Regions from separate parts of the Mus musculus genome. Here regions 1, 2, 3, 5, 6 and 7 are each linked to region 4. Evidence: chromatin contacts called from public Hi-C, HiCAR-type and promoter capture Hi-C data. All regions are on one chromosome and are shown on one strand. The core of a region is the stretch at or near the end of the contact, and the rest is flanking DNA. Distances in the headings are between cores, read along the strand shown. Region 1 holds the start of Pdcd11 (programmed cell death 11). Region 2 holds the start of Mms19 (MMS19 cytosolic iron-sulfur assembly component). Region 3 holds the start of Pi4k2a (phosphatidylinositol 4-kinase type 2 alpha). Region 4 holds the start of Chuk (conserved helix-loop-helix ubiquitous kinase). Region 5 holds the start of Psd (pleckstrin and Sec7 domain containing). Region 6 holds the start of Exosc1 (exosome component 1). Region 7 holds the start of Nt5c2 (5'-nucleotidase, cytosolic II).

Region 1 (3,064 bases), core at 197-2,696, 3.0 Mb after region 4:
GATGCCTGTACTCACTACATAGATTAGGCTGGCCTTGAAATTACAGAGATCTGCCCAACAGTGTTGGGACTAGAGGGACAAGCCATTCACACCTGGCAATAGGAACAAATAAAACTAAAATGTCCTGTCCTTGCAGTCATGTGCAAGCTTAGAGCCATTTGGTAGTGGAAAAAAATCACCAAAGACTAATAATTGTGAGCCTGTGAGTTAGTATTTTTTAAAAAAATGTACTACTGTTGAACAGCAGCCTGCTACAAAGTCTAAGCTGACAGGTTTTGCTTCTGTTTCTAAATAATCCAATAACTACTATTAAATACCACCAGCCTTTCCATGTGAAATGGGCATTTCATTAAAGTCTTGGGGTGAGCAGCTGCCCTTGCTTTGTAACAGGCTCCTGGATACAGCTATTCCCGTCTTATGGGCACCTATCTGGAGTAGTGCCATCACCAGGTATAAGGAAGATGAAAGTCAAAGGACCACAAGCAGCAAACAGCCTCTGTGGAAACCCTTGCACTGATCAAACACGGCAGTGACTCTCAACCTTCCTAATGCTGCGACCTTCCTTCTGTTGTGGTGAAACCTCTCTTCCCCCTCCCCCAATAAAATTATTCCGTTGCTCCTTCACAGCTGTAATTTTGCTACGGCTAGGAGTCTCGTAATGTAAATAAATATTTTTGGAGATAGAGGCTTGTCAAAGCGATCATGATCCACAGGTTCAGAACCGCTGGGATACAAAATCTAATCCGTTTTTAGAGCCCAGGCCTGGAGAACCGCAGGGCCATTCCACGTTTACTCTGGTTTTGACAAAGGCCACGGCGCAGGTAAAGGAGACCTGGTTTCCCGATCGCAGCTCGGAGGAAACAAATCGCTATGGCCATAGAGGCCAAGACACACGAACTCTGCCAGAGATGGGGTCAAAATCCAGAGTCCTCTCTCAACATCCACTGGATGGATGACCTTGGGGAGCTCCCCTCTCGACCGGCCTCACTCCCAATCCACACTGGGAAGTGGGGCATAAGGCTCTCCGCTAACCGTGCGAGCCCTGGGGCGCTCGTCACTCGCGGTGCTGAGGCTTCCTAGATCCGCCATGGGGCCCTGACCCTCATTTTCTCCAGCGCCTTTCCCATTCCCCAGCGTCTCCCCGCAAAAAGAAAACCTCGCGCTGTTCCGGGGCTGGAAAAACGGCCAGACTCTAGTCGGCCCTACAAAGCTCAATCACCGGACCGAGCAGCCAAGAGCGCTTTCTCACCCACCTTCGTCCGAACCCCAAACTCGGCGGCCGATGTCCTTCAACAAACCTAGCGACGAGCTCGGCCCGACCGGAAGACGCCCCCTCCCCGCACGCGACCGACAGGCCGCGACGACTCGGCCCTCGGCGTGGATTGGCTATAAACGCCAAGTCCCGCCCTTCTACTTCCCGTTTCAGCCGGCGTCAGACCCGACGTCAGAACGGAAGTAGCCCTGGTCTTACCTACGCTCGTGGACGAGTCGCGTGGAGCTGTCGGCTCCCTGTTCTGCGCGTGCGATTGCGTTGAGACGCTCCGTGAGGTATGCGGCGGTGGGAGCCTTGGGGCTGATGACACGGGAGCTTCGGCGTGGAGGGAGGAGACTTCATGCCTGTCACCTCGGCTTCCTGGCCTGGGTCTCCGGGTTTCGTGCTAAGCACAGTTGGCTTGGGATGGGAGGTCTTATTCCCTCAATCCCCTCGGAGCTAGCAGTTCATGCAAGCCATGCTGTCCTCTGCAGGTACCTTAAGTGCCTTCTCTACGTGATCGCCAGACTGTTTGGTGCCTCGGTCTCATCGGGTCTATAATGGGAACTATAGAGTCCCAGCGAAGTAGACCTTGTGAGCTATACTGTTTCTACGAAGCATGCACCCATAACAGAACAAACCTTACATTTTTCGTTCGTCGTCCCTTTCACAGTCTCACTCGGCTACTAAAGTTTTCTTCCTAGGTATCCCAGAACCAACCAGGCTGCCCTGCGTCTTCATTTATACCTCGTCTTGGTTCTCATGGTTTCCCTGATGTGCATCGTTTAAATCCTTACACTGGCTTTCACTTCTGTCCAATCTGTAGACTGAGGAATATTCTCCATTATTTTGTCACGTTCCCCATGGCTCTGAAGTACCAAGTAAACGCAAACTATTAATTTTTTAAGTATCTTTCACCAAAGAGCCAAATTATTTTCTAAAATATAAGTTGTTACCATGCTTTATTTTCCCTGTAGCTTAATTGAATAATTCAGCTTTTTAGAAAGCCTTTGAAGAGTTGTTTGACAGGCAACTGGTTGGTGTATTTTGAGAAATAAACTTTTTCTTTCTTTCTTTCTTTCTTTTTTTTTTTTTTTTTTTGAGACATAGTTTCTCTGTATAGCTCTGGCTGTCCTGGAACTCACTTTGTAGACCAGGCTGGCCTCGAACTCAGAAATCCGCCTGCCTCTGCCTCCCAAAGTGCTGGGATTAAAGGCATGTGTCATCACGCCTGGCAAACTTTTTCTTGTTTCTCTGTTGTTGTTGTTGTTGTTGTTGTTTTTAGCATTGTCTACCATCATATTTCTATTTACTATTATTATAGTTATTTTTGAGACAGGGTCTCATTATGGAGTCCTGTCTTGTCTGAAACTCACAGAGATAGGCCTTCCTCTGCCTCCCAAGTGCTGGAGTTAAAGGCATGGACCACCAGACCCGGTTCTTTATTTATTTAATGTACAGCTCAAAAGCATCATTCTTATGAAGTGTTCATCTTTACAGAATCCTGCCACTTCTCTTTTGTTTATGCATTATAATCTGACTTGTATCTTAAATTACTTTTTTCCCCCCTGAGACAGGGTTTCTCTGTATAGCCCTGGCTGTCCTGGAACTCACTCTGTAGACCAGGCTGGCCTTGAACTCAAAATCCGCCTGCCTCTGCCTCCCAAGTGCTGGGATTAAAGGCGTGCGCCACCACTGCCCGGCTTACCTTAATTTACCTACATTTTGTTTTCTAAATAATGTATGTTTGGCGGTATGGAATTATATATATATACACACACCTCACATAATTACAATGATTAACACTAAATG
Region 2 (3,267 bases), core at 211-2,710, 2.1 Mb before region 4:
GAACTCACTAGCAAACTTGCCACCCCCCTGCCAAATCCTGGAACTAAAGGAATGCACTACCAAGCCCAGCCAATAGCAGGCATTTTTGCCCCTTGATGCTCTGGAACCATATATTTACCTCTTACAACACAGTTCTTTCTCTCACTAATTATAATAGTTTGATGGCCATAGATAGTATCTTATTTGTATTTCTGTCCTCAATTCTTTTCATGCTGGGTAAAAAATACGTGCTCAGAAATAATAGAATGGCAGAGAATGTGGACTATTGCTAAGGACCAACATATATTTCTAGCAGTTCATTTCTCACATATTCTAAAAATTAATCTGTTCAATTTGCTAAAGAAACTTCTTCACCCATAAACTTCCAAACATAATTTTTAAAAACCCGCATCTATATCCATTTTTTATTCTATTTCTTAAACCCGACACTGAAGGCCTAACATTCAACATTCAGAAAGAATTCTAAAGAGGCACCCTGGATTTGTTCAAATCCTGGATAAACTCGGAACTGAGAGATTCCTGAAATTGGAACTCTGGGAAGAAGGATAAAAAAATGGGACATTAAAAAGTTATAAATCTAATTTATCAAAAAGCCTATTTGGGGCTGGAGAGATAGCTCAACAATTAAGAGGACAGACTGCTCTTGAAGAGGTCCTGAGTTTAATTCCCAGCAACCATATGATGGCTCACAATCATCTATAATGGGATCCGATGTCCTCTCCTGGTGTGTCTGACAGCGTACTCACATACTATATATATATATATATTCTTTTTTTTAAAGCCTACTAAGACACATAAGTGAATCTTTAAAGACACTAGTCATCTACACGCCCACCGACCTAGAGCCAGACTGGCTCCTCCCCTCCTCCATCCAATTACAACCACTCAAACAGCTGGAGCGCACGCTACTTCCAGGAAGGCAAGAGGCCGGAGCGTAACCCTTGGAACCCAGACCTTCTCACCTAACACTCCGCAAACAACGCGGTCCTGCGGTGCAAGCACCAGGTTTGGACCAGAACACCCGAGTCCAAGTCCCAGCTCCACTTCCGGACTCGTCTGTGCCTTGCACAAGTCTATTACTCTCGGAGAAATGTAATGATTCTCTATGGACCACAGCGAGATGCGGAATGTAAAGAAAGCTTTAAGGAAGATGCAAGCGACTCTCCAACTTGTTAGGGCAGTAGCGCTCCCAGCGGGGGCAGAGCGGCCAGAGGACCAATCACAATCACCTCTCCCTTCACTCCCTTCCCGCCGCGCGCGGGTGCTGAGGCCGCTCCCTGCGGTCCGGCCCCTGCAGAAGCCTCGCGGCGTTGTTTGCCATACCTGCAGCCACCTGGTCAGCGGGCCCCTCCTGTTGACCCATGACGAAGTCTTGCACGAGGCCACACAGGGCGCCCATAGGCGCCACTGCCTCCTCCAGACCGGTGGCGGCAGCCATGACGCTAGCCAGAGATTGTGGGAGGGGGAAGTGGGTGTGGCTACGAGATGTGTCTCTCCGCGCACGCGCCTCCATGGCCAATAGTTGGGCGCAGACTTCAGGGGCGGGGCACCTCCAGGTCACGTGCCTGCCGGCTCTGGGCCAGGCAGTCCCTTCAGGGACCTAACGGCCCCTCCCCAGAGGGCGGGGCCTGGGCCGGGGCGCGGCTCCGGGAGGGGAAGTGACTGCCGGGCACGCAGCCGGGGCGGTTGAGGGCGCATAATTCCCGGCCGCTCTCCCCGGGAGACGGGCGACAGGGCGGGCACCTGGCTGGGTGGGGCCGAGGGGCGGTACGCATCCTGGGAAAAGCCAATGAGAAAACCAGACCCGGCCCGAGGGGCGGTGCCGTCGGTCACATGCGCACCTGGGGCGGCTGGCGACCGTGGCGCGGCCACCCCAAGCGGGAGGAAGGGAGCGGGGCCGGGCCGGGGCGGGGTTAGGCAGGTGAGTGACAGGCTCCGGGGGGCCGGCCCCAGCTGGGAGCTCGGAGTGATCCTGGAGTAGCTGCGGCGGTGTCCGCCCCCTCCCTCCGCCCCTCCAGCCGGGCTGGTCTCTGGCCGGGCACTGTCGCGGGCCCCCCTGGCCTGGCCACCTCCCTCTCCGCTGGCCCGCAAAGTTTGTGGCGAAGCCGGCGTCGGGCAGAGCGCTCCCCAGGGGAGATCCAGGAGCTCTCGATGTCGGGCTGCGGGAGTCGTTGACCCGGGGACGCCGCGGTTCGGGGCAGCAGCGTGGAGCAGCCGGCCGACCGCCGCCTCTGGTGCATGGGGGACCGGCTGAGAAGCCAGCATGGGCAACTGCGTGGGGAGACAGCGCCGGGAGAGGCCGGCTGCTCCGGGACACCCCCGCAAGCGAGCAGGTAACGCCAGGAAAGGCAGCGGGGTCCCGGCGCGCTGCCAGTTGGCCCTTGCCTTGCCCGAACCTTGGGGTTCCCGAGCGACCTCGCTCGGCGCCGGGCGCTTGGGTTCCCCCACGGCTTCTCGGAGCCAGACGGGGCCCTCCCCGGCGCGGGCTGTCTGGGAAGCGAGTTGGGGTAACTGCGAGCGCTGACCCGGCCGGGAGGCCAACTCGCTCCCACCGGGAAGCTGGGGATGGGGGCGGGGGCAGGAAATGTTTCCAGACCGCGACGAGGCTGGCGGAGGGGGCCAAGCGAGTGCGCCGCGGATCTGGCAGCCCCGGCCAGGGTCGGCCGGCGGCCGGCCGGGGCGCGGCGTGGGCAGCCTGCGTCCCCAGAAGTCGGAGCGATCGAGGCGAACACAGTCGCTCATTCCAGCGAGTCACTGTGTCATTATCGGGCTGCAGGTCGTTGTCTGCGGGAATCCGACTTGTAAAAAGCAGTGCAGGACCATGGAAAATAGAAATCTTTATTTCCTCCCACCTCTCCACACGGCTTTTTGGAGCCTCGGTGGCTGTCTGGGAGTCTAGGAAAGGTGGGGTGCGGGGTGAGCGTCGCCTTCGTGTTTGTTAGGAGCGTTCTCAGCTCTTGGAATGGGATCCCTCTCAGCCATGAGAATGGGATCTGCTCTCTGGCAATCTTCGAAGCTCCAGTAGCGCGGTCTCACTTTCTTGGTACACCAGCCCTGTCCTGGCGCTTCGTTTGAGGGTCATTTCCCTGTCTTGTACTCTCTTCTCTGGGGGTGTTGCAAAGAACTTATGCAAATGATAAACTGTGGCGCGCAAAAAGACCTTCAACACTGGACTGAATTTCCAGATCTACCTCTCTTTTATGTAAAAACACAGATCCAGAGAGGTTGGGCAGCTTCCCCTAAGTCACACAGTGAGTTAGAAGTGCA
Region 3 (3,019 bases), core at 195-2,694, 2.0 Mb before region 4:
TCTATTCTTCTGAATCTGTCTGTTTCTCTCTCTCTCTCTCTCTCTCTCTCTCTCTCTCTTCTCTCTCTCTCTCTCTCTCTCTCTCTGTCACTCTCTCTTCTGTGCCTGTCCGTGTGAAGGTACCTGAAAAGGCTTAAAGGAGGGTGTCAGATTCCCTAGAGCAAGGCTTAGAGGTTTTTGTGGCCCACCTGATATGAGTGCTGGGAACTGGTTCCGGTTCCGGTTCCGGTTCCGGTTCCGGTGTAAGAGCAGCAAGTGCCTTAGCTGTTCCTCCATGCCTGCAGCCTCTGTTCTGTCTCTAGGTTTAGAGTGGATGCGCTCTACATTGCACTCCTGCAAGCTCTGCCCTCTGAAGCTTCCGGATGTCACGTGCCCTCTGCTGGCTCACTAGGCCTTTAGTGTTTAGCTCTGCTTTTCCTCAGCCAAGCAGGGTGTCCTAAATAGGCTTTAGCCTTCTTCCTCCTTCACTTTGGCAATGCTCCCTGTGCATGGTATGCCTTTTCTTCCCTTCTCCCCTTGCAATTCAGCTACTTCCTTTAGCAGCTGGCTCTTGGTACAGACCCTGTATACGGCCTTTTCTCACGTTCTCAAGTCTATGAACTATTGCGAACTTTCAGCTAATATTGTTAGCTTTATATCTGTCTCCGGTGGTGCTTATACAGAGTGAGGACAAAGCTTCTTCCTTTTATTAATGAAAACGAGGACCAACTGTGTCTAGACATTCAGGTGAATAAAGTCACGGACTAATTTATTCTCAAGGGACCAAAGCTTTCCTCAATGATCAGATTTACATAGTATATGAGCAAAGCATACTATGTAAACTGCATGAAGACTGACATTTATTATTTACTTTTGGTTTTTCGAGACAGGGTTTCTCTGTGTAATCTTGGCCGTCCTGGAACTCACTATGGCCGCAAACTCAAAGAAACAGATCTACCTGCCTCTGACTTCCAAGTGCAAGGTTTAAAGGTTTAAAGGCATCCGCCCGGCTGAGGTACTAGGATTTTTTTTTTTTAACTTATTGCGATAGCACAAGTGACCTATGTCATTGTTGTCGTTTCAATTCTTTGTCCATAGCTGGTGCTTAGTGACACAAAAATGACATTTTGCAGTTTCACAGTCAGCTCAGCGTAGCCAGTCAATAAGTTAGCAAGGAAGCAGCTATCGGAAAAGCTTCCGAAGATCTGTCTGCCAATTGGAAGCTGGGGCGGGCTAAGGGCAGAGGGCGTACCTAACCCGGGTTTGTCTCGAGCATGCGCGGTCTCCACAGAAGGTGACGCGAAAGCTAAGGAGGCCGCGATTGCGTAGGCGCAGGTTCTGATTGGCCACTACACAAGCGCGAGGGGCCGTGCCTACGCGTCGCCAAGTAAACAGGACAGGCTAGGGGCGGAGCTACGGAGGCGCGGCTCCCTGGTTGGCCAAGCGGGAGGTGGGGGAGTGCCGCGGATTGGTCACGGCCGCGAGCTCGCTGGTGTGGAGCGCGCCGGGTCCCCGAGCCGGCGGCCTGAGGGATGGACGAGACGAGCCCGCTAGTGTCCCCCGAGCGGGCCCAACCCCCGGAGTACACCTTCCCGTCGGGCTCCGGAGCTCACTTTCCGCAAGTACCGGGGGGCGCGGTCCGCGTGGCGGCGGCGGCCGGCTCCGGCCCGTCACCGCCGTGCTCGCCCGGCCACGACCGGGAGCGGCAGCCCCTGCTGGACCGGGCCCGGGGCGCGGCGGCGCAGGGCCAGACCCACACGGTGGCGGTGCAGGCCCAGGCCCTGGCCGCCCAAGCGGCCGTGGCGGCGCACGCCGTTCAGACCCACCGCGAGCGGAACGACTTCCCGGAGGACCCCGAGTTCGAGGTGGTGGTGCGGCAGGCCGAGGTTGCCATCGAGTGCAGCATCTATCCCGAGCGCATCTACCAGGGCTCCAGTGGAAGCTACTTCGTCAAGGACTCTCAGGGGGTGAGCGCGGGGGTGCGGGCGCAGCGGGGGCGGCGCCCTGGGACCGGGGAAAGGGGGAATCGAAAGGGTGCAGAAAAGAAACTTCAGCGCCAGCCCCCGGCGAGATTGGGGATGCTTCTGGGGACTGGAAGTGGAGAAACCTCGCGGGATGAAGAAATCAATCAGAACCTTTTTGCAGGGGAAGGCGTGAGCGAAAAGAGAAAAGAGGAAATTGACCAGATACGGGGCAGAAAAGTCCTGACCCAAGCTGCTTTCCAGTCGGTCCCTTAGCTTCAAACTACTGGGACAAGTAGCTAGTCATTGCCTCCAGATTCAGGGTTTTAGACCTATTCTCTTTCACCTTTTATTTATTTATTTTAGTTTGGCCCAAAGCTGTGTGTCGACCCATCACGGACTCAGAGGATTTAATTCCCTCTTGTGTTGTGGGGCTGTCTTTGTAGGGATCCCAGGTTTCTTATTAGCAGTCATTGGTGACAGCGTGGGTGGATTCGTCAGTGTCATCTGTCCTGATTATTGCTCACTTCTGGGAAAAGGTTCATATCGTTGCTTATGGTTCCTCAGTGTCAGAGTGTGGAGCTTTAAAAACACGAAACTGTCTCCTGCCCTTTAATTTTTCCTTCAGTTCTATATTAGCAGTTTACTTAGCTAGGGCAGTTTTGCTGACCTTAATTCTGTCGCCTGCTTTTGTACTGGGGGGGTGTGGAAGCAGGATAATGTGGGGCATGAGGTGACTGAGGCAGCGAAGAAGTGACCTTTATCCATTTGAGACTTCATAAGAATTTAAAACTTTGGACACAGATCAGACCAGAGCTATTAGAGGATTAGTAGGTCAAGATATGTCAGCTCTTTCTTGTTGATGTTGTCAGATGTGCCAAATGGTTCATTTTAAAAATTTACTATTTTTATATGTATTAAAATTATGGGTGTTAAAGTTGTATCAAAATTCCCTCCCTTCCCTCTCCATATATCGCCCCCCCCCCCCCCACACACACACCGTTTCTCTCTGTAGCCCTAGTTGTCTCTGGAATTCACTCTGTAGACCTGGCTGGCCTTGATCAGCCTGCCTGTACCTT
Region 4 (3,356 bases), core at 463-2,962:
TCTGAAACCAGCCCCAACTAAACGTTTTGCTTTATAAAAGCTGCCTTGGTCATGGTATCTCTTCACAGCAATAAAACCCTAAGACATCTTTCAGTGCCTAGGGTATCAAACTGTACTTAATGTTTATTTCTGAGACAGGGCCTTCTTATGTAACTGACACCGGCCTTGAGCACGATATGAAAGCCACCCAGTCAGGTCTCAAACTCCAAATCCTCCTGCCTCAGAACCCTTGATACTAGGATTACAAGAGGATGCCACCATGCCCACCCCCTCTCTGAAACGGAAAGCTCCTTCAGAGTAGAACATATTATTCTTGTTGATTTGGGTACCATCAGCGCCTGATATAGCAATCAACTAAATCATTTCATGTCCTGTAATTGGCTTACTGTTTTTCTAATTAAAACGTATTCCTCATATATGATGTTCCAGAACACCATTTTTATCTTACTGCTCCTTTTATAAAAGTCCAAGTAATGAGGGTTGCCATAACTTGACAGTGGAGAGCTATCAGCGGAATTACAGTACCTATCTTGTACTTCCTAACGTCTCTGTTACCATCTGACTCAACTCTCAAGCAGGCCCAGAATGTATGTATATTCTTCTAAATATTTTACAGTCAACAAATCCTATACTACAATGATTGGTGTTCAAGATCTATTCCTTACACCCTTCAGGAAAGCAAAACCCTCACTAATAATGCACTGGCTTGTATTGATATGATTTTTTTTTCCGGAGAAAAGATGCGTTTTACTGACTTTTCAAAAGACCCACAACTCAAACATGATTAACTAGGGCTGAGGCTGTAACCCAACGGTAGACCATTTGCCTAGCATGTGCAAGGTCCTGTGTTCCACCCCGAACATTAACAACAACACGTTAAAGTAAGAAAAGTGACTGTTAGTTTGAAAACCTTTTAAGGACAGGAATAACTGCTGTTGTAACGGTTACATGTTCTTCGATAAATCAAAACAAATTTCCTGAGCCTGATCTTAGCTGTCTTCTGCAGAACAAACCCCTCTATTTTCTTTCCTCCGAAGCAAGGATCGATTTCATCATCTTACCCTCACCCTGGTTTTTACCTGAAACGCTCCAATTCCAAAGTCTGTCAATGTTTCCCAAGGGTCAACTCTGGACACACCCGTAAGGTTTCTCGTCTAGTCCAGTCTCCAGTGGATCACACCGCTCGCTCCCGAGGGAGTGTGAGCAGGCACACGGAGACACACACAACACACATACACAAAACACACAACACGCATCGGCACTCGACTTTGTACAGACTCCTCATCACCACACACAGCTGCAACAGCTGCCTGTCACTCACTGCCCGGGGACCTCCGACACACCTGGACCGCGGCCACCCAGGCTCACAAGCGCAGGATGCTCCATCGCTCGCCCTCGCTCACTGCCCCAGCCCCCAGCCCCGTCCAGGGTCGCGACCACCACTCCTCCCACCTTGACTGACAGCTCGGGTCCCAGGGACGCCCAGACAGAGCCCGCGCCACGGCTCCCGCCCCCCGCCTCACCCGGTGCTGGTACAGACTGACGTTCCCGAAACCGCCGGTGCCAAGCCGTTCCCGCATCTCCCAGGGGCCGCCCGCGCCCGGCCGCAGCCCCGGGGGCCGCTCCATGGGGCGGGAGCGCCAGCCGCCTCAGGCAACGCCGCCGGTCTAAGGCCGGTTCCGGGCCGCCGAGGCTTGCGGAGTCCTCCGTCTCGCGAGACTGCGTCACTTCCGCTAGCTTCCGCATGCAGAGTCCCGCCCCGAGCTCCTGGAATCACCCTGGGATTGGTGCTGCCGGAAACTGGGCACCAGCGGCTTGCCCTGGGCAACTTCCAACCTGCGAGGACCATCGTGCGTGCGGTTCCTATTTATTTTATTTTTGTTTGTATAGATATTTTTTAATTAGTTCTTTGAAGGTTTCATACAACGTGTTTTTATTTAAAATAGATCTCTCTCCAAACTCTAAAATCCACATTGTCCCTACCTCATTCACATTTCATCTTTTTGAGAGCCCTGCCCTCTGCCCCTCGAATCCTACCACACTCGCCGGTCGGCACCGGTTAAGGCCACCATAAGTATTAAAGAAAACTGCGCTAACCGCCCTGTTGATTCATTAGCCTTGTAAATCAGAATCTCTCCATAATCCCAAACCAACCAAGGATGTGACTTATTCCAGAGTGAAAACTCTTCTTCGCGACTTCGTGAGTCTCCCTACCGACCTTACTGTTTATCAGCCTTGTTCTCTCCGACTTGAGTTGGAATTGTTTCTGAGGTGCACCACAGGGCTATAAAGACAAGCCTGGAGGAGCTCTCGGTCCAGAGAGGCATACTTCTGAGTGGTGGGCTGCACAGGGAAAGCCAACCCACCTAGCCATTTGAGTGGGTTATCCACTTCATGGACTCTAGGTGTCCTGTTCTGAGACAGGATCTCAATACAGTCCAGCCTGGACTAGAACGTATTTCTCCGTCTTTCCAAGACTGGGATTACAAGCTTGTACCGGGCTGAAGCTAGCGATGCTAATAACTCAAAAGTGTAAGAGTCAGCATAAAATCAAATTCTCAACGTCAGCATGCAATTCGATGTTGTGGGTCACTAATAGTGAGTGGTATTCGATAAACTGGTTTCTATTATTTTCATATCTTTCATGGAATTGGAATATTAAACTTGAAGGTAATAGAAATGAGGCTCTGAGAGAGCATCTTTAGAGCAGAGGAGACGGTCATGTAACAGGATGAAACCTCATTTGCTGTGTATGGTAGAGCCAGGAGTGACAGGTGGGATGCAGTTTCATAATTTGTACTCGAGGGATGCTGAAAACTCCAGCCAAGATAATTCTGTCTAAATTACTCAAACTGGTTTCTACAGTGAGTTTGCTTTTTAAATATTCTATAATTAAAATGCAACTCAAGGTTTATTGCTATAGCCCTGTTTGACTTGGAACTCATTATGTAGACCAGGCTGGCCTTAAAACTCACTGGTCTGCCTGCAGAATGCTAAGATTAAAGACCTGGCCTTTTAATTTTTTTAACTGTAAAATGGTTCCTGTCAGGCTCCACAATCTTCAGGTTTCCAAGACTGTTTTAGTTTTTTTGTTGTTCAGAAACAAAATGGAGGTCAGGAGATTTTTATGAGAACAAAGTGAAACTGTTCGTGGTCTATACAGGAACAATGACCAATTCCTGTCTTCTGGCTTCCAGCTTGCAGCGTCCTCCTGTGCTCACACTGCTGTTTCTCCCTGTGCTGCTCCTTAAATCATAGTCATATTTAAGGTGGAACTGACTGTGTTTGCATAGAATCTCTTGTGCAGTGTATGGCAGAGTCACCTGTCAATAAAAACCCTATGGCCAATGAGCTGA
Region 5 (3,115 bases), core at 403-2,902, 2.2 Mb after region 4:
GGAATAGATATTCTATTCTCCATACCAGTACATGCACACACACACACACACACCCATGTATAAACACACACAAGAATTCATATACACACATGCAGAAGGACAAAGTATCAGTAGTTAACACATTCATAGGCAACACCCTCCAGTACACACGCAGTACTGCTCATAGACACACCCTCATACAATCACAGTCATAACAAATATGTGTATGATGGAAAAGCACATGCTTATCTTACACACACACACACACACACACACACACACACATCACCAAATAATAGCACACAAAGAGGTTCCCAAAATTCAGGCTCTCGTTCTCTGATGCACACAGAAACAGGTGTATCAGAGACCTCCTCGTCACAATCATAAACACAAATGCATATTTGCTCACAGAATCAGAGACACACATTCTCTCCTCCCCACACCAGTAACCAAGTCTGGGTGGGTGAGGGGGCTGCACCACATCCCTCTCCCTCAACTCCAGGGATATGAAATATCTTGCCCAGCCCAGAAGAGACCATAAAGGAAAACCGGGCCTCTGATGGCAAAGCAGCAGCATAGAGAAAGCTGTCAGGAGCAGCACCCCAGCCAGACAGGTTCTTAAAGCTCAACAGGAGCCTGGACCTCCCCTGTGAAGGCCCTCCTCCAAGGCACCCCAGTACTCACCGCTGCTCGTCAGGAGCTGGAATCGAAGAGAGGCAGAGAGGCTGGGCCCCGCTCAGCTGTAAAAGCAGCAAGGCTCCCGCTCGCTCCAGGCCCGCCCGCCCGCCTCTCAGTCCCTCCTCCACCCCTCCCCACGCTCTGCTCAAGCAACGCTAATCCCCCCCCCCCAACCTCCCTCCATTCCCAGGGCCCTAAGTCCCAAAGAATGTCACCACCTAGTCACTACCTAAGACTCACACCAGAGGAAAGGGAGAATGTGGAAGACCCCATTCTGTTCCCTAAACCCTCATATGCCCCACCCCACTCGTGTTCAGTTCTCTCTCGTCCATCATCTGAACCACACGTAGGGTCCAGATGCATACGCCTGTCCTGCTCCAGACCCCACGCGTGTCCCTAGGAGGCTGCCACATGACCTGTTACATGCCACACGCGCTCCCGCCCCCACAAGCACGCGGCCACGCAAAGCACACGGTACGGAGTAGATCGGACCCGCCCCCTAAAACCAGAAGACCCAACTATGGAAGGGACATTAAGCGAATGCAGTCATAAACACTTTGGGGTTCTGAACCTCAGACCCAGGAGTCCTGTCCTGAACCCCAACCCGGAGTGCAGAGGAAGGATAAATCAGACTCCAGGAGGAACTTCCTTACTGCCTAGGTTAATCGTCCCGCCTTTTCAGGGACGAGAGTTTAGAAGGGATGACCCCGAGACTGGGACAAGAAGCACAGGCAAACCTTGTGCCCTTGGCCAGGGTGGAAAAGGGTCTGGCTCTTTTAGGAAAACGCCACACGAGTTACTATGGTAACTATTCTCCTTTGGAAGGCCAAGACCGGCAAGTTATGACCTGGGAAGAAAGAGAGGGTCGATTCGGGTGGCCAGAGGGTGCGAGGACGTTCGAAGCGGGGGTGCGCGGGGCTCACCGCGGGGAGGGGTGGCGCGAGTTCCGCGAGGTGCTGAAGGGGACAGCGCCAGATTTGTCGTAATGCGCAAGCGCAGAGGCGCGAACAAAGGGGGGGGTGTGGAGGCGCGCGCCCGGAGGTGGTGCGCGCCCACATCAATCTTGCAGAGATCCTTCCAGGCTACCCCTTCCCCAAGTAGACTGAGACGAGGAAGCAATCCCCTCATCCACCTTCACCCTCTTGTGTCTTTCCGGTGCTAGTTGGCTTTTCTCTTTATGCTACAATTCAGTAATGAGGTAGTGTAGAAGGAATTCTGGGAAAACCAGGATTTCTGGGTTCTTTATCCTTGCTTCGTTTGATCCTGGTTAGGGAGCTTTCTCCCTAGAGCCTCGATTTGCCTGTCTTTAAAATGGACGGTCCTTCCTACCTTTGCTGATGTACCCAAACCCCTGATAAGGATGGGAAGCAGTTTTCGTTACGAAGCGGCTGAAATGTTTGCATAAGGGCACGCAATCATGTAGATAGGATGCAGCGGTCTTACAGTCTTTCGCATGCCCCACACCCACCTCAGATGTTGGAGGAAAATATTACGCCAGGGGTTCTCCAGAGAGGGACTTGGGCTTAGTATCTGGGGGTGCAGTGAAAGGGGAGCCTAGTGGTTGAGCTTTGGGAAGACAATGTCCCTACAATTAATCCAGGACCAGTCAAAGCAGTACGGCTAGTGGCCTGCACTGAGCAGGCAATTCCTCTCGGACTCTGGACCGCTGGAAAGCAGACCTGGCTGGTCCTATATAGTCCTTTGTCCTTAGGCAAAGAGCCGGACTACGCTGCCCTGAAGTGGAAAGAGATGGATGTCATGATTGTGCATTTCACAAGAAATGGCAGGTTTAAACAAGTGTGCTTGAGAGTAAAAGCCCTAGCGTCGCCCATTTAATCTAGTCTTTTGGCAGTTGCTTATTGAGCACCTAGTACATACCAGCTAGTTATAGTCTGGGCAGCCTCTCCCCCTTTTCTTTTTCCAAAGTCGCTTAAAGGCGACCAGAGGACAGAAGGAGGCACTGGGTAACCTAGGAGTCCTGGCTCCGCCCCTTCTGCCTTTGGCCTTGTCTGCTCCTCCCATCACCACTCAGAGGCGGCTACTGGCCCGCAACGGAGACCGAAAGCAGTGTTCGCTCGCCGCTACTCCAGCCTCGGGCTTCAAGCCCTGTAGCTGAGAAGACATCTAATGGTACATCACTGGTCCGTTCTGCCTCAGTTTCGGGATCCATCCGAAAAGCTTCCTGACAAGGATTCTCAGTGAGACCGCACTCGATTAAATCGGTCTGTCTCTTCCGACCAAGGAGGCGGGCTCGCCGCAGCCGCTTCAAGGCCAAAGCGAGTGGAGCTTACTGCGCACGCGCAGTAGACAGCGATGGAGCCACCAATGGAGCAGTCCGGAGGGGAGCAAGAACCAGGAGCTGTCAGGTACCGAGCACTGGAGGGGCCTAGGGAGGGAGGGCAGCCGAGTCTGGGCCGGACGCGGATCCCTCTTGCCAGCCGGGACTCTCGGGTATAAC
Region 6 (3,035 bases), core at 429-2,928, 2.2 Mb before region 4:
GGTACAAATCCTTTTGCTTATAATTATGAATATCCTGACTCTTCCAAGCTATACTTTTTTTTTTTTTTTTTACACTTCATAAGTCAGATCTTGCAATTAAATGCTACAGAATGGCAACTCTTGTTTTAGTCCAATGGCAGCTGGCAAGTACCATCTTACCTCTCTTGCTTGGTGCGGTTTCCTCACCTTACTAAGTCCCTCCCATGTCAGTGTCCGTCTAACCCATTCTCTACAGGAGGATCACATTCTTTGCTCTCCTCCACCTCTACTTATATTCAGATGACTAAATCCTGTCACTGTCTAGAATGCACAGAGCCTGTTACATGTTCTTATTGTACCGCACAATTCTTTTGTACATTTGCTCATGATTTCTGTCCGCCTCCTCAGTAAGAAAAGCTGTGTATTGGGCTCGTGACTCTATCCCCAGTAGCAAATAAGGGCAGCCCTGAGCAGGTCACATTGAAAGTGCTCAAGAGACATCGATGCAGTGACTAAACACACAGGCTGAGGCTGACTTTATCTCCAGAACCAACAGACTGGAATCTGTTTTTACAAATAAGCTCAACACAAAGAGAGATGTTTAGGTCTAGCCAGTTCCTAAAGAGTTTTTATTTTTTCGGGAGATTGGATCTGTGGTCCCAGGGTCAGCATACTACGTAAGCTCTGTACTGATGAGCCACAAGTCTAAGGTTTTAGTTTTTATTTATTTTTTATCGTCTTACATGTATCAACGATTGCTTTTATCTGTGCCTGTTAGAAGCTGGGGATACGCTGGTGTACCACCAATCGTGGCTCCACTTAAATGTCTAGTTGGGCAAGAATCTAGTGATCAAGAGTAACATTTAAATAAGTGCCCTGGAGGGAGATTCTTGGGCATATCGATCCTTCTGCCACCAAACCCACTTTTTTTTAGTCAGAAGGTCCAGAAGGGCTTCTCTGGGAAAAAAAAAAAACAACTAAAAAAACCGATTAAATAAAGGGGTTGAGCAGGAGTGTGTTCCAGATAGACGACACGTGAATTGCACAGGCTTCGCGACAAGAGCGAGCTTAGTGCACTAAGACACTGGAAATCGCCAGCATTACTACATTGATGTCAGTGACGTGGGACACATGAAAGCGGAGGGGTAGTCGAGATGTACCACGTGAGGAAGCTCTCGGCTGGCTGGGCTACTCTTACATTTGCGTGCTTTTCCCTCCACTTCCTTCTGTGTGCATCCACAGAACTTAAGTCAGATTAACCTAACGGGTGTGCGGCCGGTGTGCTTCAGCACAGCGCAGAGATCACAGCCGGGAGACCAAAGCGTTCTGCGGCTGAGCCACCAAAGACGCGTCCGCCCGCTCTGCCTGTGCCCAAGGACCGGAACTCAACGGCACCCGGAGAGGGAACGCGCGCTGGGTAGCCGCTTCCTTTACCGCGCCATTCTCGCTGGTCTTCATCAGGCAGCCAGCCAGCGACGAAAAGATGTAGCCATGCCGGGTGTAGGTGCCGCTGCCGGGGCTGCCTTCCTCCAAGTTACACAGACGTTCGCCTGCAGAAGACAAGCTGCCTCAGCCACGGGCTCCCAGAAGCTGGTTGCCACACAGCCTGGAACTGCGTGCGGAGACCGCTCACTTACCGGGGATGCAGTACCTCACCGGTGGTGCCATGCTTGCCACCATCCACAACCCGGATGAGAACCAAGACGACTTCTCATTGGTCAGCTAGAGGAGCGGCCTCGCAGTTACACGAGTACCAATTGGCGCCTTCGACCGCACGGGGTGTAAGAGCGAGGTCTGACTCCATTTCCCAGGCTGCCCCGGGACAGATCTCTGGGCGTGCCTTTGCGGGCTCCGGGCCTCGCGCCTGCGCAGCTGGGTGGTGATGGGCGGGCGGCGGGTCCCGGTCCGCTGGCTAGCGCTGTGGGCTGAGGGCCATGGTGGGTCAGCCTTAGCTCGGCCCGGCCTGGGTCCTGAGCTGGAAGGGGAGGCAGTGGGTGGCGGACAGGGAGACTGGGCCTAATCTGGCTGATTGAGAAGCTGGCAGGAGGCAGGTAAGAGTAAAGGCGCGGTTCTTGCTTCCCATCCGAGTCCCGGTGTCCAGGCCTTTAAGTTAAGTTCCTGATCTCTCTACGACCTGCCCTGCGTGGATGCGTCCTCCTAGGTCCGAACGCATTTTCAGCCCCAACTCGCCCATTTCATGAGTTTGAAGACTCAGATCCAGGTTTGCTTTGTACAACAAAGTGTCGAAGTTGGTTCGAGACAGCCCAAGCTTAAGCCGATTTTTTTTTTTTTTTTGGACCTGAGCCCATCATAGATGGACCCTGCTGCACCTGGAGACACAACCTTTTTCTAGTTTTGTAGAACGACAGTTTCTTCTCTTGCAGGCAGATACTCTATAGAGTGTGAGCTCCTTAACTATGAATGAGCAGCTTGACGTTAGCATAGCATTCCTTTTGCTTTTTTTTCCCTTTTAGCATGTTAGCCGGGAAAGAAGCCTTCATTAATAGAATATTGTGCTTTATTGATATCTGACATCAGCTTGAGGTGGCAAAGGTTCCGGGAGCAGCAGCTTTTTCCGGATGAAATTTGCCATGACTTTGATCTCACTTTCATCTATTGGCTCTGGAGTTTATTGCTCTCTCCCCTTCCCTCCCTGTCAGCCAGGCTTCTTTGAGATACAGATGGTGATTTAGGGGAGTGCTCTTGCCTGCTAATCTCTAATCTGGTGGCAGATGGCCACTGTGGCCTGTGGGTCCTACTGAGAGGTGGCAGTACTTGGAGTGTGGAGAAATTATGCTGGCTTTATTCCTCCTCCGTGCATTCAGGTCATTCGTGCCTTCCCGCCACATTTAGATGTAAATACGACTTTGCTTTTTCTCTGTTTCCTGAGGGAAAACTTTTTCACTTGTGGCCCATTTAATACGTCTTTTTCTAGCCTCGTCATTATCCTGATATCCCATTAGGCTGAGGGGAGAGGGTCCTGGTCTCACTCTGTTCACTCAGAGTTGATAGGCACCACAAGCTTTCCATTTTACGGGTTTGATTTCCGGTTTGAT
Region 7 (3,240 bases), core at 343-2,842, 2.9 Mb after region 4:
CTAAATACCATGTTTGAGACACCAATTTCCTCATACAGCTGAGTCCCCCATAACCTGGCTCTCTTCAGGAAGACGTATGTCATCTAGTAAGGCCAGCAGGCACTCTGAGTACTCATATTTACCAAACGCTTCTGATGACTGTACTGTTTCATACGACAGAACCTTGAAGGGCATCTTATTTTACAGATTAATGCTGGCTGAGAATAATGCAACAACCAATAGTACTGAATTTGGCTTTTTGTTCATTTTTTTGGTAAGAGTGAAGCTTAAACCAGTTTTTCAAGCTCAGGCATGGTGGAACAAGCCTATTAATATCTGTTAGGGACCTGGAAGAGAAAGATCCCAAGTTCGAGGCCACTAGGGTACAGAGCCTGTTCGAGGCCTACAAACAGGTTCATATTGTAATGGAAATGCTCTTCGGAAGCAAGCCGGGAAGCATCAATCCTTGTATCAACAGCCCAGCATAACCACCTTGCCACTACGAGCACCCGCAACGATTTTATTGCAATTTTTAACCAGCTGGTTTGTTAAACTGAACCTCTAAGCCCTGATGTCTTCTCTTACATTCTTAGCCATTGATGGAAAATGCTAAGGTGACTATGTGAAAGACCTGAAGTCTTTCTGTACTCACTACGTCTACGATAAATGGCACCGTTTTAACATCCTCCCCCTACACATGACGGCCAAAGGAATTTGCATCCCTTAAGAAAAATTATAGGTCTACGGTCATTATGAAACAATGTGCGGGGGGGGGGGGGGCGCAGAGAAGTGGTGGGGAACACGCAACCGTGTTGAGTGACTAGTCATTTCAGAGTGCTCTATTAGAGCACAGCCCTCGACTACCGAGGCTGTGAAACAAATCCGACACAAACCTTCATCTAATGCTTTTAAAGGCTGCGGCCAGGCAAAGCCAACCGCTCAAAACGCTGTTCTTGTAACAGGCCCCACTTCTGCATCTCGCCCTGCAGGGCTTCGGGGGCCCCAGAAAAAAAAAGGCGAGGGACAAACCGCCTCCAAACGTCTTTAGGCGAGACTTGCAATTGATGTGAGCTTTCCAGGAAGTACTGCGCACCACAAAACTGGCTCGTGGGCCATTCCGCGGGCAGATCCAAACCCTGCCAGGCTCGCAGCCCATGAGGGGAGCCCCGCACCCGCCTCACGAGAACTGAGGCCAGGCTGCCAGCCCAGAGAGACCAGGGGAACCGAGAGCGGCGCCTGCCCGCCCACTCCGCGAGAAAGGCGGGGTCCCAGCTAGCGGACGCTGGGAAACAATGGCGCGAGCATGACGTGGGCCGGGGGCGTCGCCGCCGCGCGGGGAAGGGGCTGCGGCGGGCCGGGGGCGCCCGGGCCGGGGGCGTGCGCCACGCCGGGGCGCTGAGGCCGCGGGCGCGCGGGCAGATCTGGGCCGGGGTAGGGAGCCCTGAGGAAAGGGACGCCGGGCGGACGGCGGGGGCCGCTGGGTCGCGCGCTGGGCCGCGCATCCTCCCCAGCCTGCTCGCTCGCCGCCCGCCCGCTCCAAGCCCCCTCCCGCCCGCCGCGGGTGCCGCCGCACTCACCGGCCGCACCGCACGGCAGCAATCCTAGCGCGCAACTGCCGCAGCCGCCTCGGCGCGCGCCCTCCCCGCCCCCGCCGCCCCGGCACCGCCCCCAGCTCGCGCCCGGCCAGGGACCGGCGCTCTGTTCCTTACCCGGGCTCCGCCGCAGAAGCCGGCCGCGGCGATGCTCCCTGGCGGGCGGTCCTGTCTCAGGGCCCCTCACAGGGCTCGGGGAACTTCCCACCACAGAACTCCCAGAGCTGCTAAACTCCGAGGGTGATGCACGTTAACAACCTATCCATTTCCTAGGAATAACCACCTCTTGGCTTTTTGCCTGCTCCCCTCAGCACACTCCTGGCTGCCCCGCCCCTACCTTAGGTGACCACGCCTACTCTGCGAGAGGCTTTCCCTAAGGTGGGAAGAGTGTGTCCCTTACTCCTAGCAGCTTACTCCTAGACAAACGAACCAGAGGGTCTCCCTGGAAGACCTTGAACTCAACTCCATGATAATCATAGGGACCAGCTTTGGGGTTTATCAGAATGAGTTCAAATCCTAGTTTCACTACTTACCCAGGGAACCAACCAAGGAACCTGACTACACACAGTTGATTTATCCGAGATATTATTGATAGAATGAAACAATACAGACTCCAGGCTTAGTTCTGGATCCTAGCAAACAATAAATAGTAGTTGAATACACTGACACCCGTTACCGTACTTCACTACAAGACAGCCCACCCACTATGTCCAGAACACTGCATTCCTTAGTCTGGGCAGCTCTGGAATTCATCGCAAAGACCAAATTCTAGTCCTGGGAGCCTCGGAAAAGCAACTGATCTACTGGTTCTTCGACCTTGGACTTTGCCCAAGATCTTCCCGAGTTGGGGATATTTGATCCCTCCCATTGTTTTTCCTCTGTCCTAATTCTGAGGATCTTTGTCTTTCTCTCAGGCATTTGGCTGATTTGATTTTGATTTCCTTTAGATGGTATCATCCAAGACTAAGCCAAGTTTTGTAGTACCATCATAATCAAGGAGGACTATGGCTTCCACTTTGTAACAGCGCCTTGCATTTGTGCAGTAAAGTTCTCAGTGAACACTAAGTATGGTAGCTTGCCGGGAGTCCTAGCTTCTGGAGATGCTAGGACTAAGGCAAGAGGATTACGTGAGCCCAGAATTTGAAGTTAACCTGAGCAACATAATGAAAGAAAGAAAAAAGGGAGAGGAAGCAATGGTGAGGGGGGGGGGGGGAACAAGGAAGAAAGAGGAGGAAGGAGAAGAAAATGAAAAAGAGAAGAAAGTTCTTGGCAGACATACTACTGACTCATTACACTTGCAGTCAACCTGAACCACAGGGTGTTTTTGAAAACAGGAGGGCTCTGCTAACAGCTTCTACTTACCCTCCTGTGCCTTTCACCCTGCCTAGGTCAGCTGAGGATAAGCCCCTATTAGGCTTTTCACCTATTAGGCTTTTCAACATGGGAAAAATGGCATGTAAGCCAGTTTGCAGTTAGCTTAATACCACCTTTAAGCCAAGTATGTTTCTAGAAAGCCTGGTTTTGTAGGTAGGCCTGGAGTGGTTAAAGCTTACCTTGAATTCCTCTCAGGAGGCAGAGGCAGGTGGATCTCTGAATTCAGGGCCAGCCTGATCTACAGAGCAAGTTCTGGGCCAGCCAGGGCTACCAAATAAGACCCTGTCTCAAAATA

Evidence for each region. Promoter capture Hi-C pulls out the DNA fragments that hold promoters and counts their contacts. Hi-C and Micro-C count contacts between places; a contact is called where the count stands out from the background. HiCAR-type assays count read pairs that join an accessible place to other places.
Region 1: a promoter capture Hi-C map of pre-B cells shows a contact between it and region 4, with 6 times the contacts expected there. The contact joins the promoter of Pdcd11 here to the promoter of Chuk in region 4. A contact is called at or near these places in 2 of 39 promoter capture datasets (hippocampal neurons and pre-B cells) and 1 of 115 datasets of contacts at active chromatin or transcription factors (double positive thymocytes).
Region 2: a HiCAR-type map of astrocytes shows a contact between it and region 4, with 3 times the contacts expected there. The contact joins the promoter of Mms19 here to the promoter of Chuk in region 4. A contact is called at or near these places in 3 of 39 promoter capture datasets (cranial neural crest, hippocampal neurons and pre-B cells) and 1 of 115 datasets of contacts at active chromatin or transcription factors (astrocytes).
Region 3: a promoter capture Hi-C map of pre-B cells shows a contact between it and region 4, with 4 times the contacts expected there. The contact joins the promoter of Pi4k2a here to the promoter of Chuk in region 4. A contact is called at or near these places in 6 of 39 promoter capture datasets (the 3T3-L1 cell line, embryonic stem cells, hippocampal neurons and 3 more) and 1 of 115 datasets of contacts at active chromatin or transcription factors (astrocytes).
Region 5: a contact with region 4 is called in a promoter capture Hi-C map of embryonic stem cells, with 2.7 times the contacts expected there. The contact joins the promoter of Psd here to the promoter of Chuk in region 4. A contact is called at or near these places in 3 of 39 promoter capture datasets (embryonic stem cells, liver and pre-B cells).
Region 6: a promoter capture Hi-C map of liver shows a contact between it and region 4, with 5 times the contacts expected there. The contact joins the promoter of Exosc1 here to the promoter of Chuk in region 4. A contact is called at or near these places in 4 of 39 promoter capture datasets (embryonic stem cells, hippocampal neurons, liver and 1 more), 2 of 115 datasets of contacts at active chromatin or transcription factors (large pre-B cells and stem cell-derived neural progenitor cells) and 1 of 9 other capture datasets (adipose tissue).
Region 7: a Hi-C map of B cells shows a contact between it and region 4, with 7 read pairs. The contact joins the promoter of Nt5c2 here to the promoter of Chuk in region 4. A contact is called at or near these places in 1 of 484 Hi-C or Micro-C datasets (B cells) and 1 of 115 datasets of contacts at active chromatin or transcription factors (large pre-B cells).

What each region holds. Positions count from the first base shown.
Region 1 is chr19:47,089,320-47,092,383 of GRCm38.p6, forward strand. Pdcd11 (programmed cell death 11) reads left to right here and starts at 1,447. Exons shown (of 36, transcript NM_011053.2): 1 at 1,447-1,548. It overlaps Atp5md (ATP synthase membrane subunit DAPIT), which reads right to left and starts at 1,328. Exons shown (of 4, transcript NM_023211.5): 1 at 1,254-1,328.
Region 2 is chr19:41,979,676-41,982,942 of GRCm38.p6, forward strand. It overlaps Mms19 (MMS19 cytosolic iron-sulfur assembly component), which reads right to left and starts at 1,461. Exons shown (of 31, transcript NM_028152.3): 1 at 1,324-1,461. The coding sequence starts at 1,438. It overlaps Ubtd1 (ubiquitin domain containing 1), which reads left to right and starts at 2,088. Exons shown (of 3, transcript NM_145500.3): 1 at 2,088-2,333. The coding sequence starts at 2,264.
Region 3 is chr19:42,088,991-42,092,009 of GRCm38.p6, forward strand. Pi4k2a (phosphatidylinositol 4-kinase type 2 alpha) reads left to right here and starts at 1,445. Exons shown (of 9, transcript NM_145501.2): 1 at 1,445-1,946. The coding sequence starts at 1,512.
Region 4 is chr19:44,105,765-44,109,120 of GRCm38.p6, forward strand. Chuk (conserved helix-loop-helix ubiquitous kinase) reads right to left here and starts at 1,713. Exons shown (of 21, transcript NM_007700.2): 1 at 1,524-1,713. The coding sequence starts at 1,628. It overlaps Cwf19l1 (CWF19-like 1, cell cycle control (S. pombe)), which reads right to left. Exons shown (of 14, transcript NM_001081077.1): 14 at 2,873-3,356.
Region 5 is chr19:46,325,504-46,328,618 of GRCm38.p6, forward strand. Psd (pleckstrin and Sec7 domain containing) reads right to left here and starts at 1,653. Exons shown (of 18, transcript NM_028627.2): 1 at 1,581-1,653; 2 at 664-719. It overlaps Fbxl15 (F-box and leucine-rich repeat protein 15), which reads left to right and starts at 2,681. Exons shown (of 4, transcript NM_133694.2): 1 at 2,681-3,023. The coding sequence starts at 2,971.
Region 6 is chr19:41,931,636-41,934,670 of GRCm38.p6, forward strand. It overlaps Exosc1 (exosome component 1), which reads right to left and starts at 1,679. Exons shown (of 8, transcript NM_025644.4): 1 at 1,617-1,679; 2 at 1,414-1,529. The coding sequence starts at 1,647. It overlaps Zdhhc16 (zinc finger, DHHC domain containing 16), which reads left to right and starts at 1,810. Exons shown (of 11, transcript NM_023740.3): 1 at 1,810-2,030.
Region 7 is chr19:46,960,716-46,963,955 of GRCm38.p6, forward strand. It overlaps Nt5c2 (5'-nucleotidase, cytosolic II), which reads right to left and starts at 1,593. Exons shown (of 18, transcript NM_029810.5): 1 at 1,557-1,593.